Linked DNA regions of Cricetulus griseus: region 1 is linked to region 2. Evidence: chromatin contacts called from public Micro-C data. All regions are on one chromosome and are shown on one strand. The core of a region is the stretch at or near the end of the contact, and the rest is flanking DNA. Distances in the headings are between cores, read along the strand shown. Region 1 overlaps Atp6v0a1 (V-type proton ATPase 116 kDa subunit a1). Region 2 overlaps Cavin1 (caveolae-associated protein 1).

Evidence for each region. A called contact is a pair of places that touch in the nucleus more often than the background predicts.
Region 1: a Micro-C map of the CHO-K1 cell line shows a contact between it and region 2, with 2.2 times the contacts expected there. The contact joins two enhancer-like sites. A contact is called at or near these places in 2 of 8 Hi-C or Micro-C datasets (both in the CHO-K1 cell line).

The regions. Positions count from the first base shown.
Region 1 is chr7:114,096,427-114,099,178 of CriGri-PICRH-1.0, reverse strand. All of the region lies in intron 20 of Atp6v0a1 (V-type proton ATPase 116 kDa subunit a1), which reads right to left. Among named protein-coding and RNA genes, the nearest start is that of Naglu, 15 kb to the left of the region's middle. Within about 2 kb of position 1,453, at least 1 of the 6 cell types and tissues checked has open chromatin away from gene starts, as enhancers often do. A contact at or near this core is called in the CHO-K1 cell line, where this site is marked.
Region 2 is chr7:114,009,524-114,012,239 of CriGri-PICRH-1.0, reverse strand. The region is part of intron 1 of Cavin1 (caveolae-associated protein 1); the gene reads left to right. Among named protein-coding and RNA genes, the nearest start is that of Cavin1, 9.4 kb to the left of the region's middle. Within about 2 kb of position 1,264, at least 3 of the 6 cell types and tissues checked have open chromatin away from gene starts, as enhancers often do. A contact at or near this core is called in the CHO-K1 cell line, where this site is marked.

The DNA.
Region 1 (2,752 bases), core at 204-2,703, 87 kb before region 2:
GGTTGTGGGGCCTTTTCCCTTCCTGGTGGAGGGTGATGGAGGGAGGCAGTTTTAGAAGAGGCTGGGGCAGCTGCTTTTCTGGCTCTGCCTTCACACTTTGGGGATGAACACACATCTCTCTGATGGCTTGGTATCAGGCGGTGCTGTCAGCCTGGGACTATCTCCCCAGGATTTTTATTGCAGTGTCACTCCATTCCGAATGCCTGTTCCCCATTCTGTCTCCCCATTCAGCCCACCTGGGAGCACACAGGTGTGAGCATGGACACACATATGGACTCTACAGAAGGGGTCCTTGTCCCAGGCTTCATTCTTTATGCCTCATTCTGATGGCCAGTTATAGCCAGATCCCCACTCTGTGTCTGATTATGGTGGGTATGAATGCCAAGTACACTTTACAGGGTAGGTGGGGAGACACAACCCAGCAGACAGAAATTACGTTCTCAAATGTCACTGGCTTTAGACAGTCAGACCAGTGGTTTATGTTATCAAATCAAATCAGATTAAACGTTTTTCTTCTCCATCCCACCAAAAACCCCGTAGAGCTTATTTATCAGGGGAACACCAGGGGTGACAAGAAAGGTGTGAAGATGCTGGCATCTGGTGCTGGAAACCAGAACAGCACTATCCATTTTGGCAAGGACCCTTCCCACCCCTCACCAGAGGGCAACAATGCTGAGGTCCCTGCAGCCCTTTGTGCGCTTCTGCATTGGGTCAGTAGAGGGCGCACGAGCACCAATTAAACTTTTAAGTGGTGGTGCCACGTCTCAAATGTGGCACCACCCATCCCTCCAAAGCCAGGATTCTGAAAATTGCATGAGAAGGCCTCCTCTGCTTCCCCTCTTGCTCAATACTTAAACTGCCACACAGACAAATGAAAGCGAGGCATCTACCTCAAGCCCGATCCTTGCAGACTGTATCTAAAGGGCATCCAGATGGCAGCACTTGCCTCCTTTATGGGCTCCCCATTCTCTAACCAGCTGAAAAAGTTTGTTTGTGAAGTTTGTTTGTAGGGCACGCCAGTCAGGTCTCTCTCTACAGAGCATCCTACTTTTCAGCCATTGTCTATTATGGTATGTCAGGGTTGTGTAGAGCCACCTGGTACGTGCATTATTTCCTGTGTTCTCACAGTAACTTTGCCACCTGGTTATCATCTTCTCTCTCTCCACATGAGACACAGCCATGTTCAGAGAGCCCGAGGATGAAGGCATTCACCTGGTAACAAAACATGGCATCCCAACTGCATCAGCTCCTGTTGGAAGTGAGACCTAAGGCCGGCACTCTCCTCACACTAACCTGTACTGCTCCTCCCCTGCCCAGAATGGGAAGCACCTTTAACACAGGCTGCAATTACAGAGGGGTTGTCGCTCTTCCTTCAAGTCCTGAGCTCAGGAGACACAGATGAGAACAGGAAAGCACAAAGCACGGAGGCCAAGAGGGCAAGAAAAAGTGAGTCACTGCCGCCGGGGCTGGTTACAGACATTCCCTCACTGGAGCAGCTGAGGAAGTGTGCTGGGAGACCTGGCTGATAACCTGAGGGGAGGGTGCCAAGCCAGTGGCTGAAAGTGCACAGCCCTCCCAACCTCCCAGGCTCCCAGTAAACAAACCACAGGCTGGGAGAAGAGGAGCCAGGAGAGCCAGCTCAGAGACAGCAGCTTCTACTGACCTACTGACAGGCCTCCTAAGGCAGCTTTGGAGGGAGGGCTAATGTCAGCCACAGCCTCCCCCTAACATACCTCAGTTCTTTCCCGTAACTGGGCACAACCACAGGAGACTCTTAGACACTTGCAATGGAGCCAGGAGAGAAAGGAGGGCACTGGCAAGAGGCCCCTCAGGGTCTGGGCTGTGCAAAGCTCTGTGGAGCCCAGAGACCACCTATCACCTCATCTAGGGGTTTCTGAGGCAGGGCCAGTGAGTGTGTAAGCCTTTCAGGGTGTATGGTGGGGGTGTTTGTGTGGGTCATCTACAGCCAACGCCAGGACTGACTCTTCCCTCAAAGGAGAATGGCAACATAGAGGAGTAAATGGAGCCCTGAAAGGAGGAGTCTGAGGCAGAGTTGCCAGCGAAACCAGGCTGCCTGGCTTGTTGTGTGGCTGCTGCATTTCAGGCACATTTGAGAAATAGTCACACAAAAAATTATAGTTGCTTATCTTGAGTGTATGTGTATGTCTGTAAGTACAAGAGTGGACACGTGGAGGTCAGAGGACAACTTACAAAGTTGGCTCTCCCCTTCCACCGTGTGGTTCCAAGGGACTAAACTCAAGTCATCAGGTGTGGTGGCAAATGCTTTAACACACCGACTCATGTCGCTAGACCTCTCTTTGTATTCTTATTTGCTCAATCTGGGAACCCACGTTTGAGGTCATAGTGACAGCCCAGCCTCTAGCTCTCTGATTCCTGAGCCATTTCTTCATATAGAGCATGAAGGATCACCCAGCACATTAAGGAGAGCAAACAGTGCACACCTCCACACTGCTACGCCACCTTTGGAAAAGCTGCTTTAGTGTACTTAGCATCCTACCAAAGCATTGGCACAGTGACACAGTAAAGGGACAAAGTCGGGAGAGAGTGTGCTCTAGCAATTCCTGGATGGGGTCCAGTCCAACGCTCTAAAGACAGGAATCAAGGCCACAGAAACACCCTCACACGCAAAACACAAACCAGCTGTGCATGGTATTCCTTGCCTGTAACCCTAACATTTGAGAAGCTGAAGCAGGAGAATTGTGAGTGTGAGGCCAGCTTAGGCTATATAGTG
Region 2 (2,716 bases), core at 15-2,514:
TCACTCTGCCAGGGCAATAGGGGTTAGACCAAGGTACCTGACCCGGGTGCCCAGAGTAAGGGGAGGTGCTTTTGGATTGTGTTGGTGGCTGTTGTAGCAACACAGACTGGGTGGGCCCAAGGCAGCACTCCAAGGCTGTGAGTCATGAGGGAAGCCTGACTTGGAAATGGGGGTGGAAAAGAGAAATCCACTAACGGAGGGGAAAAGCTAACAGTGATGTTCAGAACCAGCCTACAGGACATTGTTCAGGGACTCAGGCCAACTTGTTTTTCTAACCCCCCCCCCCAACCTTCCACCCAGAAGATGGTGTCTCCAGTAAAAGCCATCATTCCAGAGGAAGCCCACCATGAAGGGGGTTACATTTCCCAGGCACCTTACCAGGGAAAGTCCAGGCATAGACTTTCCCTCCCTGGGATTGCTCCCCGACGCTGCAGCAATGGAAGTTGGCAGGCAGGAAAAGCCTGCAGTTTTTTTGAGCTCAGTTGGCAAAGACCTTTGTCTAGAAAACTAAAGGTCAGGGAGACCAACTAGCTCTGTCTTTGGGGATTGGGGTGGGATGGGGGGCGGGGAGTCAGGGGTATAGGAGTGAGGCAGGCATTTGTTACCCAGGAGTTGAGACTGTTTCCTGACTATTTCTTGTTCGGTCTACATTGCTTGCCTTTAGTAAAAGGGAGTGTGGGGGTACTCTTTCCTACTCTTTGGTGAGACATGGGTGGGTTTTCAGTGTGAGAGATGAGAGATAGACAAAATTTTTAATTTTTTAAAATTAAGGCAGAAAAAAATTAAAACAGGGTATCACTGTGTAGTCCTGGCTGGCCTGGAACTCACTTTGTAGACCTGGCTGGCCTTGAACTCACAGAGAACAATCTGCCTCTGCCTCTACCTCCTGAGTGCTGGGATAGAAAACCTCCACTACCAAGCCTGGCTTAAGAGGTGATATTTTTTTCTTTGTGGATTTTTCTGTGTAGTCCTGGCTGTCCTAGAACTTGCTTTGTAGATGAGGCTGGCCTCCAACTCACAGAGATCCACATGCTCTGCCTCCGGAGTGCTGCTACCGTCTAGCTTTTTTGTTTTTGTTTTTGTTTTTTGATACTGGTATTATAGGTGATTCTGGATTGAGATGCATGACGAGGTGTCAGAGAGTTTAGTCATAGGGAGTCTTAAAATGATGTGTAAACCCTAATGATGTCAGTCTCTAGGTGCAGGCAGGATGACTGCAAGTGACTCAAAGTCAGAAGGAATGCTTGAAGAGGCTGGGACCTTCCTACACTCAGTACAAGAAAATCATTCCTTCAATGCCTCGGTGAATAAGAGGCAGAAGGATGGCACATGGCCTGGGGTTCCAGTGATAGTAAACTAAGCCCCCACTCATGGCAGGTGGAGACTACAAATCCCAGCATGCCTTGTGCTCAGGCTACTTTGCCTGCTGGGAGATGTAGTAATGTAATAGATAGCTTGAGGTGGCTTGGTGCCCGATAGAGCTGGTGCCCATTTGGGAGACTACGTGGAGGCAGCATTCCCTCTTTGTTCCTGCTAATGTTATTGACAAGGAGGGAAGGAAGTTGGGAGGAGGTGTTCCTAGTTTCTAATGTAAACCAGGAAGCCCTAGGGGATGTGAATGGGAGGGAATAGGAAAGGGATTGGGTGTGGGGAAGGGATTTCTGTAGCAGGTGGTATAAAGATTTCATGTAGCCTACCAATAGGTGTGTGTGTGTGTGTGTGTGTGTGTGTGTGTGTATGTGTGTCCTTTTCCCCCCTTTTCTTCGTGTGTATATCTTTATATGAGGAGAACCAATCTATGTTACCTCATTTTCTCAGGGGATGGGATTATTTTATAATTCTGGAAAATGACCTTGAGAAAATTTTAGAAAAAATGCATGTCCCCCCACTCCTTGGATTTAAATACCTAAAACGAGCCTGGGCCTCTATAGGAGCTCCCATCTAGGATCCGGCCCAGACTCTTTTCCGTTCTGTGCTCACCCACGTCTACTCTTTGGTGGTGGTGGCGGTGTGTGTTGGGGGATCCTAAAATGAAGAAATGTCGAACCCAAGTAAGGTTATTGAAAAATCTCCACATAATCAAGGCTAGGACTGGTGCTAGGGTCTCTGAGAGGAAGAGGAGAGCTAAGAGCTAGCGTTGAGATCCGGGATTATAGGCAGTCCAGGATCACTTTCCCCACTCCTGGCTTTTAAGCTCTGGCCTGGAAAACAAAGCAAGACTAGAAAAGCAGCCCTCCCCTCTACTCCAGGGCAGGGAACGCAGACCAGAAGAAATGTCCAGACCCAGGAGAAAACAGTTCTTGGCGTTCAGCCAGCGTCTTTCCTTTCCTCCATTAACTTTTATGTGGGGGTAGGGGATGCCCGCTGGTGGCTCCAGATAACATGACAAAGTCAAGGACGGAAACGGGGCTGCAGGCAGAGCGCCCCTCCCCCAAGACGGGTTCAATCCTAAGAACTCACTTCTTTCACTCTCGCTTAAAGCTACCCACCTGGGATCCGCTTTGAACTCACCTCTAGCTTATTCCAAACTTACAACCTCGCCCAAACCGACTCTCATTCGGGGCAGCGAGTAAACCAGGGCACCAGAGGGCGCTCTGCTGTTGACAAACTTAAAGTGTACCTTCCGAAGTCACCATGGCTTACAGCAATCATAGGGGTAGCGGTGGCCATAAGTGTGCAAAGGTTTGATAGTTAGCCCTGGGATAGTTAGCCCAAG